Regions from separate parts of the Mus musculus genome. Here regions 2 and 3 are each linked to region 1. The links are chromatin contacts, called in public HiChIP or PLAC-seq maps. All regions are on one chromosome and are shown on one strand. Each heading gives the region's core, a stretch centred on a gene start, on an enhancer-like site or on the middle of the called end of the contact. The rest is flanking DNA. Distances are from core to core; before and after follow the strand shown. Region 1 overlaps Hdac4 (histone deacetylase 4). Region 2 has its middle 71 kb from the start of Hdac4. Region 3 overlaps Gm35992 (a long non-coding RNA gene).

The links. HiChIP or PLAC-seq counts read pairs in DNA pulled down with a chosen protein or histone mark.
Region 2: an H3K4me3 HiChIP or PLAC-seq map of bone marrow-derived macrophages shows a contact between it and region 1, with 3 times the contacts expected there. The contact joins two enhancer-like sites. A contact is called at or near these places in 1 of 15 datasets of contacts at CTCF or cohesin (large pre-B cells), 1 of 484 Hi-C or Micro-C datasets (the HPC-7 cell line), 1 of 115 datasets of contacts at active chromatin or transcription factors (bone marrow-derived macrophages) and 3 of 9 other capture datasets (embryonic stem cells, embryonic tail and embryonic trunk).
Region 3: a contact with region 1 is called in an H3K4me3 HiChIP or PLAC-seq map of bone marrow-derived macrophages, with 5 times the contacts expected there. The contact joins two enhancer-like sites. A contact is called at or near these places in 1 of 15 datasets of contacts at CTCF or cohesin (large pre-B cells), 2 of 484 Hi-C or Micro-C datasets (bone marrow-derived macrophages and cerebral cortex), 5 of 115 datasets of contacts at active chromatin or transcription factors (bone marrow-derived macrophages, embryonic basal ganglia and embryonic stem cells) and 2 of 9 other capture datasets (embryonic stem cells and embryonic trunk).

The regions. Positions count from the first base shown.
Region 1 is chr1:91,953,402-91,956,624 of GRCm38.p6, forward strand. Hdac4 (histone deacetylase 4) reads right to left here. Exons shown (of 27, transcript NM_207225.2): 21 at 2,641-2,760; 22 at 1,889-1,986. Among named protein-coding and RNA genes, the nearest start is that of Gm46242, 75 kb to the left of the region's middle. Within about 2 kb of position 1,715, at least 46 of the 459 cell types and tissues checked have an H3K27ac peak or open chromatin away from gene starts, as enhancers often do. A contact at or near this core is called in bone marrow-derived macrophages, where this site is marked.
Region 2 is chr1:92,249,604-92,252,722 of GRCm38.p6, forward strand. No RefSeq gene overlaps it. Among named protein-coding and RNA genes, the nearest start is that of Hdac4, 71 kb to the left of the region's middle. Within about 2 kb of position 1,463, at least 19 of the 459 cell types and tissues checked have an H3K27ac peak or open chromatin away from gene starts, as enhancers often do. A contact at or near this core is called in bone marrow-derived macrophages, where this site is marked.
Region 3 is chr1:92,392,000-92,394,856 of GRCm38.p6, forward strand. It overlaps Gm35992 (a long non-coding RNA gene), which reads left to right. Exons shown (of 3, transcript XR_387273.1): 3 at 1,418-1,621. Among named protein-coding and RNA genes, the nearest start is that of Gm35992, 14 kb to the left of the region's middle. Within about 2 kb of position 1,487, at least 15 of the 459 cell types and tissues checked have an H3K27ac peak or open chromatin away from gene starts, as enhancers often do. A contact at or near this core is called in bone marrow-derived macrophages, where this site is marked.

The DNA.
Region 1 (3,223 bases), core at 465-2,964:
AAAAAAAAAAAAAAAGACAACCTGAAACAATTTCCCTTTTCAAAGAAGCGATTGAAGCTTTAGAAGGCGCTCTCAATAAGGGGTTATCATTCATACACTTTCCAAACACTAGAACAGATGTCAGGGTGAGGAAGGAAGGCTCACCTCAAAGGCCGGCCAGGAAGTTCAGACACTGCACATACCTGGCCAGGGACACCAGGGATCAGACTTGGGGCCCAGGACCACAGAACTGCAGGCACACTCAAGAAATTCCCCCTGTGAAGCACAAGGCCTGGGGGATGAGGGCCGGCCCAGTCACTCAGCTGTAAGGACTGATGAGTGGAGGGTATCCATTTATTGTCATCAAGAGTATTATCTTCTTTCTGTACCATAGCCACCATGAGGCCTTCACAGGCCCTGACCTGCAAACAGCATCCACTCAGAAATAAAGGCCGCTTACTGGGCAATGACTTTCTCTCTTACCACGGATAAATCATATCTCCAGTGCTGAGGAGAGAGCCAGGCTTCAGTGCTATTGGGCGAGTGCATGACAGTCCTGGCTCTCAGGCTCAGCTTCCATGGACTTTCTAGTGTTTAGGGGAGGGTTGTAAGTGAGGTGAGCACAGATCAATGTGGTTCAACCAAAGGTATAAGAGGAGAGGAGCAGGTCATAGGCAGCATGAAGCTTCTAAGGCCTGAGCGATCCCTGCCTGCACCTAGCCAACAGCTGAACAGCAGACCTTTGTAATCGTGTCAAATGAGATATGTCACTTCTAGGAACTACTGATGAGCCAGTCAACTCTCACCCACTCGGCCAGGACTCTACCATACTGGATCCCAACCACCTGTCCAATGAGAAGTGGGACTGAAAACCTACTTCAAAATGAGCAAGCAGATGCTGGGAAGTGCCCTGAGACTGGCTCCACAGCTAAAGAGCACATGGCAGGTCTATATAAACTTTACGGACACATCTCACTGACTAGGGGCATATACACTTGCATACATGCACACACACTTGCTCAAACCTCCAGAGATCTATGTCTTACGGAATAAGCATATAAACACACAGCAATAGGCATATACAGGGACACACACAGACACACAGACACACGGGGCGGGGGGGGGGGGAGAGGGAGGGAGAGAGAGAGATAAAGACATATACATAGTACCACTCAGAATCACATAGACACATGTACATATATCTACACACACACACAAGGCACCTGCCTGTACATATGTACTTCATATGTATAGAGGTCAAGACATGACCCCAGAATTACAGAAGAGGCAGAGAAGACCCTTGGAGGTCCGTTGATGTTCTTATCCATAATACAAAAAAAAAGTGCATTTTGAGACCCAAGGCCCCCCACGGGCCATGCAGGCCCAGGAACTACTCCTGGGCTATGGCTAACTCGTCTGGAGCCTCCACAGTGCACAATGGCTGGGGAAAGCTGCCACAGTAACACAGGAAGAAAGCGGGGCCCAGCCATCCACTGTTGGCTGCAGTCTGGCCTGATGGTAATAAAAAGAACTGTGGAGGATGGAAGTCAGTACTTTGTAAAAAGCAGCCAGTGTGAGGGACCAGATCAGCACAGACGATGTAGTGTGAGCTATCGCTCTCCTTCATTCAGTTCCACTTTCCTTTTACAAAGGGTTTGTGGAATAATGAGCAGGGAATGAGATCTTTACATCCTCAGTTTTCAGTGACTCATGAATACTTTCTAGCACAGCAGAAAACTTCCCCTTCTATCACCTCCCCATCTTACCACTGGGACTCAACAGGCTCTCAGAAAAGGGAACTCCTAAGAGAAGTGAGGCAGTACAACAATTAACTCCAGAGTCTCCAGATGACTTGGCTGCCCTGGACTCAGAAGAACCAGCCTCTGTGGTTGGACAGTGGGGTACTCACCTGAAGGCTGCCAAGTACTCAGCGTCTCCCATGGGGGGTTCGAGGCCACCCGTGAAAGCCATGTTGACATTGAAACCCACGCCTGGCCCTGTGCCCACCTGCGGCCACAAGGAGAGAAACTGTCACCAACTCAAGAGAATACCTGGCACAACCAACACTTGAACTAGGGTGGATTGGACTGGCGTGCCCACAGGGATAGCTACATGTCCCGTGCATATGTGTGTGAGCTCACCAGTGAAGCTGGCTACCAGTGCCAGGCACTGTCGTCAGCGGTACAGTTTTCACAGGGCTGCAGTTATCTACAGGCCCTGAACTAGGAGGAATCACTGAAAGACAAAAGTGACTCTACTGTGGGACCATCTTCAGGGGCAAGCTCTGTGTCCCTGGGCATGCTGCTTAAAGATGCCCCCTAACCACAGTGGCTGGGAGTATCATCACAAGGTAGAGAAGCAGGAGTCCTGGGGAGCAGCTCAGCAACCTCCCTTAGTGTGTGCTTTGCTCACTCTGAATGTAACCAGATTTGGTGTGCAGATTCCCACTAAACTAGAAAAAATTCTGGCCTAAATCATGCACAGGATAATCCAGGCTAGCATTTCTGGCAGGGCAACCTGAGCTGTAACAAGTGTGAAATACTACTTCTGTGGCAGATGCAGGGCCTGCACCTGCCTGGTTCTCTTGGTAGCTGTGGTATCTGGCTCCAAGATAGCTTGTTCTCCTCCAGATACTCACAAAGTTTCATACACTCCACATACCTCATCTGGTGCTCCACTTCCTGGGAAGAAGTTCCCATCGTCATAGCGGTGCAGGGACATGTAGAGAACATTGGGGTCATTGTAGAAGGCCTGCTGGGTCCCATTCCCATGATGTACATCCTAAGAGAACAAGAGAACTGGCTCAGGGAGGATCAGGCCTTGAGTTCGACCCTCCTACTAGGTGAATAGCCTGGAATCTCTGGTACACCTCATGGTCAGGTATTGTGGGTACATGCAGCATTACAGAAATGCTGAGGCAAGAGTCTGAGTAACTCTGAGCACATAGTGTAGTCCTGACTTCAGTGAAAGGGATAGATGGGGTTAGGCTTCTAGCTGAGCTGAGGCTGCTATGTCAACAAAGCCATCTGAGTAATCTCACATGCCTGCCTTATTTGTGGTAAGTGAGCCATTTCCTAAGGATAATCACTAATTGTGGGTTGGCTACTTACAGGCACGTCACAAAGGGCAGCTGTTCTCAAGCTGTGTGTCGCAACCCCTTTGGGGCTGCATATCAGAGTTCCTGCATATCAGATATTTACATTACGATTCATAACTAGCAAAATTACAATTATGAAAGAGTGGC
Region 2 (3,119 bases), core at 213-2,712, 300 kb after region 1:
CTGGCTAAGATAAACACAGCTCTAACTAGGGATTGACCTGTACTGTCCGAGTGGCTTGAAGTAGGCATGAGATGGGATGGATGCCCACACCTCACAGCCTGTGGGACAGGCTCATGGCTGATGACCTCTGCTGGCTTCCTATCACATGCTGCACAAAATGGACTTACTCACCCATACTTGTAGGGCGTCTTTCCCATTCCCCAAGCCCAAAGGATTCTCCTGGTGTCTACCTTCCCTTGTCCTCAAGCGCTTGAAGTGGCTTCTCTCCATCTGGGACCCTGGATGTTAGCATCTTATTCTTCTCCATTCATCCTGGGACTTTCCTGGCCATGGGTTTGTCCCACAGGGAGCTCAAGAAGTCCACTGGTTGAGACACCGAGGGATCTGGCTGCCAGAACAGCCACTGAGAGGCAACATAGCTACCATCTTGCCTTTTCTCTTTCTGACAAAAGACAGGCTTTTATTAGTATACACCCATACTTAGACACCTGGGAGACCAGCCTCTGCCAGAATATACCTAGAGTAGTTGTACTGGCCACTTCCTCTGGGATCTGACCCCCATTAAGGCCAACTCAAAGGTTTGCATTGAGAAGGACTGATTTAAGCTGAGGTGCAGGAGGGGCCAAGACCAGCATCAAAAAGAACAGGCCAAGCTGCTAGTGTAGTGGTCCTTCTCCTGTATGAGAAAGACTTTGTCTCTCTTCCAGAATTCTAGCCATTGTGGGCATAGACCATCTGCCTGGCTCACAGCTGGACCCCCACCCCCAATGGTAAAACGGGAGCGTGGACTGATGGATTGCCAGAGGCTTTCCTCCAGGGTCCTGAGGCAGGGGCTGGCCTCTCTCAGGGCACCCTGGCTTATTCACTGTGCATTGGCAGTGTTAGAGGAAAGGGGTGGAGGTGACCAGGCTCAGCATTCACGCAGCTTACTGCTACACCAGTGGAAAGCATCAGGAGGGGAAGGGTCAAGAGCAGGTGTCTACCCGGAAGGCAGGATCTGAGAAGGAGGCATAGCAGCAGTATAGCCCTCATTCTGAGTCCCAGCCTCAGAACTGAGTCTCACTGTTGCCCAGGTGGGATGGCCTGCTCCTGGAACTGGGTGAAGGCTGGGGACAGTTGGTTGGCAGGCTGTGGCTGCTGGGTACTGGGATGCCTGCCGCGTGTCCCTGGCTATGTCTGGCTCAGCAAGGAAGGCAGCAATAGCAGTTCCATCATTCTCCTGCTAGAGTAGTTTCCAAGCACCTGTGGTCTACGTTGCAGGGAACCAGCAGGCTACTCCAGACCCCTCGGCCCGTGGCCGAGCTGGTCCATGTCCTAGCATTTGAAAGCCAAGTACTTAGAATTCTGGTGTCCAAGGAGGGAGGAGGAAAAGAGAGGCGAGACAGAGGGAGGAGAGAGGAGAGGACATGGGGTGGTGGAGAAAGAGGAAGAGAAAGTGAGGGAGAATTCTATGGGTGGAGTGTGTGTGTGTGTGTGTGTGTGTGTGTGTGTGCATGCGTGCTCATGTTACCACAGGGCAGGTCTTCCCCATCCATTCTTACTCATCCATCTCCTCCAACACCCATCCCAGACACACATGCTCAGAAACAATGCTTCCTTAGCCACTGAGGCCCTCCCCACACAGCCACACAGCCCTTGCTCCTCCCACAGGAGCCCCTCCCCCCAAACTGTGCTTCCAAGGTGTGGGAGGAATGCGCAGAGGCTTGTGGGGCTGGGAAGGGAGCCCATCTCACAGTTTACGGCTAATAGCTGCTGTGTGGTACTGAGGTTGAGCTTCTCCTTTCTCCCTGGATGCCCTCAAACCTCTGGATAGGCCAGCTTGAGCAGGACTGTGGTGCCACACTGCCCTGTCATTTCCCATTGGGAGCGAGCCTAAGGATTCCCACCAGACCTCTCATCAGAGAGTGTCAAGTAACACCTATGCTATATTAGTTTTTCCTGACAAGATTCATGACCCATCCTGTCACCCCATGCCTCCCCTAGACAGATCAACCCACCTGCTTAACCCTGTTCAGCTTTGAGAAATCACTCTGGTCCAGTGTGATGTGCATCCCATGGTATGAGAATGGATGGTCACAACTACCGTTGGGATTCCTGGTCCCAGTGAGCCCTGGAGGACATAGCTTCCTTCCAGGAACCTGAGGCAGGAGCTGGCCTCCCTCAAGGCTGGCAGGTGGTTGCCTGTGTGCTATACATTTTTATCTGAGAGGTCGGCTGTGTCTGGAGGTGTTTTATCGCCCATTTCTTCTCCTTTGCCAGGTATTTCTGCTTCATGGTTAGGTGTGGTGAATATACCTCACCCTGTTCAGAATTACACATGTACACAGGCACAGACACAAGCACACTCGTGCGCACACACACACACACACACACACACACAAGGGCTGGTACTATCTGGTCAGGAGAGGCAGGGGGCCAGCGTGTACCTGGTGGTCTCCCCGTGCACACAAGGAGTTTGTTCCTAGAGGCAAGACTCAGAGGGAGGGGAGGGATGGAGAGGAATGCACTTGGCTGACTCATGGACTGGCTGTCCACACTGCAGCAGTTCCCTACCATTAATCTCTGTGCAAGGGATGAGCTGACAGACACGAGTCACTCATGGGGCTGGGCCTCTTTCCTGGTCTCCGCTAGGTTCTTAAGTCTCCAAGGAGAAGAACAGGAGACAATGGGGAGTCTGTGGGTCAGAGGAGGCCATTGTGACTGCAGGAAACCATAAAGGAGCAATTAGAGGCTGTGAGGCCTCTCAGACCCTGGGGTGGTGGTCTGGGTGCCAAGGCATCAACAGAGACATCTCTATGCCTAAGCACTCATACTTCACGCAGGGTGTTCCCATGCTGCAGAGGGCACCCATGGGAATGCACTCATGTCCCAGAACGCACCCACACAGTGGATCACAGTCACAGGAATGTACTTACACTGCAGAACGCACCCATGCTGAAGAACCTAATGCGATTTCTGGAGCTCACACTATCAGGCCTCTGAGAACTGTTAATAGCATTAATTGTTAATACAATTTAAAACCTCCCAAGTTTAGCAAAAATACTACCTCATTAAATAAGTCAATGTATGCAAATTGATTACGATGTGGTCTGAAGTAAAGACTATACCAACAGGAGTGA
Region 3 (2,857 bases), core at 237-2,736, 440 kb after region 1:
ATTTGGTATTTGGCAAGTTCTGGGCTGGTAAGCATTCATACTGCTTTGTTCGATTAATCTCCCTGCCCTATCTCCTCCCCAGGGCTCTGATTGCATATATGTTGAACTTACTCTTTTGTATTTATTTACTCTGTGTGTGTGTGGGGGGGGGGGTACAGAGGTGTTGATGAGTGGTTGTATGCATGCCATGGTACACTTGAGGTCAGAGGACAACTGTGGGTAGTTGGTTCTCTCCTTCCACCATGCAGGTCCCATGAATTGGATGTAGATCATCAGACTTGGAGCATGCACCTTACCTTCTAAGCTATCTTGTCAGCCCCTGTTGTGCTTTTTAAAAACGATCTGCCACAAAACCTTTTTACTCTATGCCTGTTATCCATGTATTTTCTGGTACCTCAGAGGTCAGAGGCATTAGATCCCCAGGATCTGTAGTCATGAGCAGTTGCGAGTCTCCATGTAGGTGCTGGGAACTGAACCCAGGTTCTTGAGACAAGCAGGAAGTGCTCTTGACTGCTGAGCTGTTTCTTCAGCAGCTCGGTCCAGAATCTTGATCCCTTGGTTTCACTTTGATAGTCGGTGCCCTTCAGCAATTTTAAGTGTGTTTATCAAAGGCTTCAGCAATGGCTGTCAGGGACATTTATGGCAGCAGTTAACTCCCAGGGGAAGACTCTTCCTCTTGACTGCCCATTGCTGGCAAATGCACAGCTGAGAGACAAACATGGACTGCACCCCCCTCCTTTCTTCCCAGCAATGATAACTAACGCAAGCATCTCCTGACAGCTCTTCTTCGTAAGACAGGAGAGCTGGATTAAAGAAGCAGTTAGCCTGTTACTGTGCCACTCCCAGAGTTCGAGGGGACAGACATGTGCCCTGTGACCCTTGAAGGGTAACTTTAGATGAGTAACCCTGTCCTGCCCATGGAGCCACGATGCCAGTGCCAGCCACGGGCTGGTGAGATGAATCAGTGGGTACAAAGGTGTTTACCACCAAGATTGACATCTGGGAGACTAAAATGGTAACACACACACACACACACACACACACACACACACACACACACGCACGCCTGCGTGCTGAGCCACATTCATCAAGCATCAGGAGTGAGTCTGACTGAGACTTCTTTACTTTCTCTCTTCTTAACTCAAAACACAATGATGAAAACATAAAGAGAATATTGGGTTTTCTCTCTCTCTCTCTCCCAAACTGGTTGCAAAGGAAAAAAAAATGCAAACAGGGAAACCGGCAGATTGAAGGAGACTTAGAGTGTCACCCGTCACACTCAGCACCCTCAGATTCGGAGTGAATCAGCACTCGGGAGACACCGAGGAACAGAACCAACCTGTGGCTGACGATGTTAGGATTTGTGACTGTCTGAAAACCCATTATCATGTCTAAAAATACAAGTCTTTATTTTTAGACATACACATGGAGGCATTTGCAGTAGATGTCACATGACTTGGTTGTTTCTGAGGGATACAGAGGAAGGAAGACTCATGAGAAGGAGAAATGCAGAAAGGAGAAGACTGGCCCTGTGTCAAGCTCTACACCAGGACCAGGATGCCTGAGGGTCTGTGATAGCATTCTGCATGCTTGAAATTATATGTAATAAAGTGTTTCAAATATGCCGAGAACAAGGTCTGCCTCGCTTCTTTCTCTTCATTCTTTAAGTTTCTAAGTAGACAATTGACTTTATCAACTTCTGCCCCAAATCTCTGTGGTGAGTACAGATATAACTGGTATTGTCTTAGAGGATCCAGTCTCTAATTTTCTACTAAAGAAAGACCCTCAGCTTTGGTGTTGTGCCATCACTTCTGAAGCCAAGCAAGAGGCCATAAGCTTTGAATGATGGAGCAGTGTCTTAATTTGGGTTTCATTGCTGTGAACAGACACCATGACCAAGGCAACTCATTTAACTGGGGCTGGCTTACAGGTTCAGAGGTTCAGTCCATTATCATCAAGGCAGGAGCATAGCAGCATTTAGACAGGCATGGTGCAGGCAGAGCTGAGCGTTCACCTTCATCTGAAGCCTGCTAGTGGAAGATTGGCTCCCATGTGGTTAGGAGGAGGGTCTCATTGCCCTCCCTCACGGTGACATACTTCCTCCAACAAGGCCATACCTACTCCAACAAGGCCACACCTCCTAATAGTGCCACTCCCTGGGCCAACCATATTCAAACCACTACAGAGTCAGAATTTTGACCTGTTCTGGATGACCGAGCTGCTTCCCAGCCCAGCTGGAGCTGACAGATGACCAGGCATGGGGCACCTTTGCCTAGCTTTGTCTACAGCTTGAGTTTTCATTGGGAAGTTGCTCCTAGATAGAAGCCCAAGTCTGAGCCTCCCAACTGGCTGGAGAGCACAGTGTGCACTGCTCCTCAAGTCTCCTGGTTAACTCTTCACTGCCAGTGCAACGCAGCACTGAATTCTTGCAGGGCCAGTTCCTCATTCAGGAAATGGAGCTGACTGACGTGTGCATCTGCTTCCTCCATGAGGTCAGCCAAGACCAGGGGGCTGGAAGGCTGGGGCGGAGGCTGTCCCTGTGTGAGTACCCTGGACAGCCAGTTCACTTCCTTTACCCCTACTAAAGTTATTATAGGGAGAGCCAGTGGCTCTGAGAAGAAGCAAGCTGTGAGAGAGAACCAGGGACTCCACTCATGTTCAGTTCAGGTGTGACCTCTCAAGCCTTGGTCACGATCCTGACAGGAGAAGAATGGCAAGCCTTGGTGAATGAGAAGTGATCTCATTCCTCCTGATGGGATGGCTGAAGGATGGGGTTGTCTGTCCCGCTTCAGGCTAGAGGCCCTTTACCTTCTGTAGATAAACCACGGAGGCCCTTCACAAGAAATGGAGTTCTCTG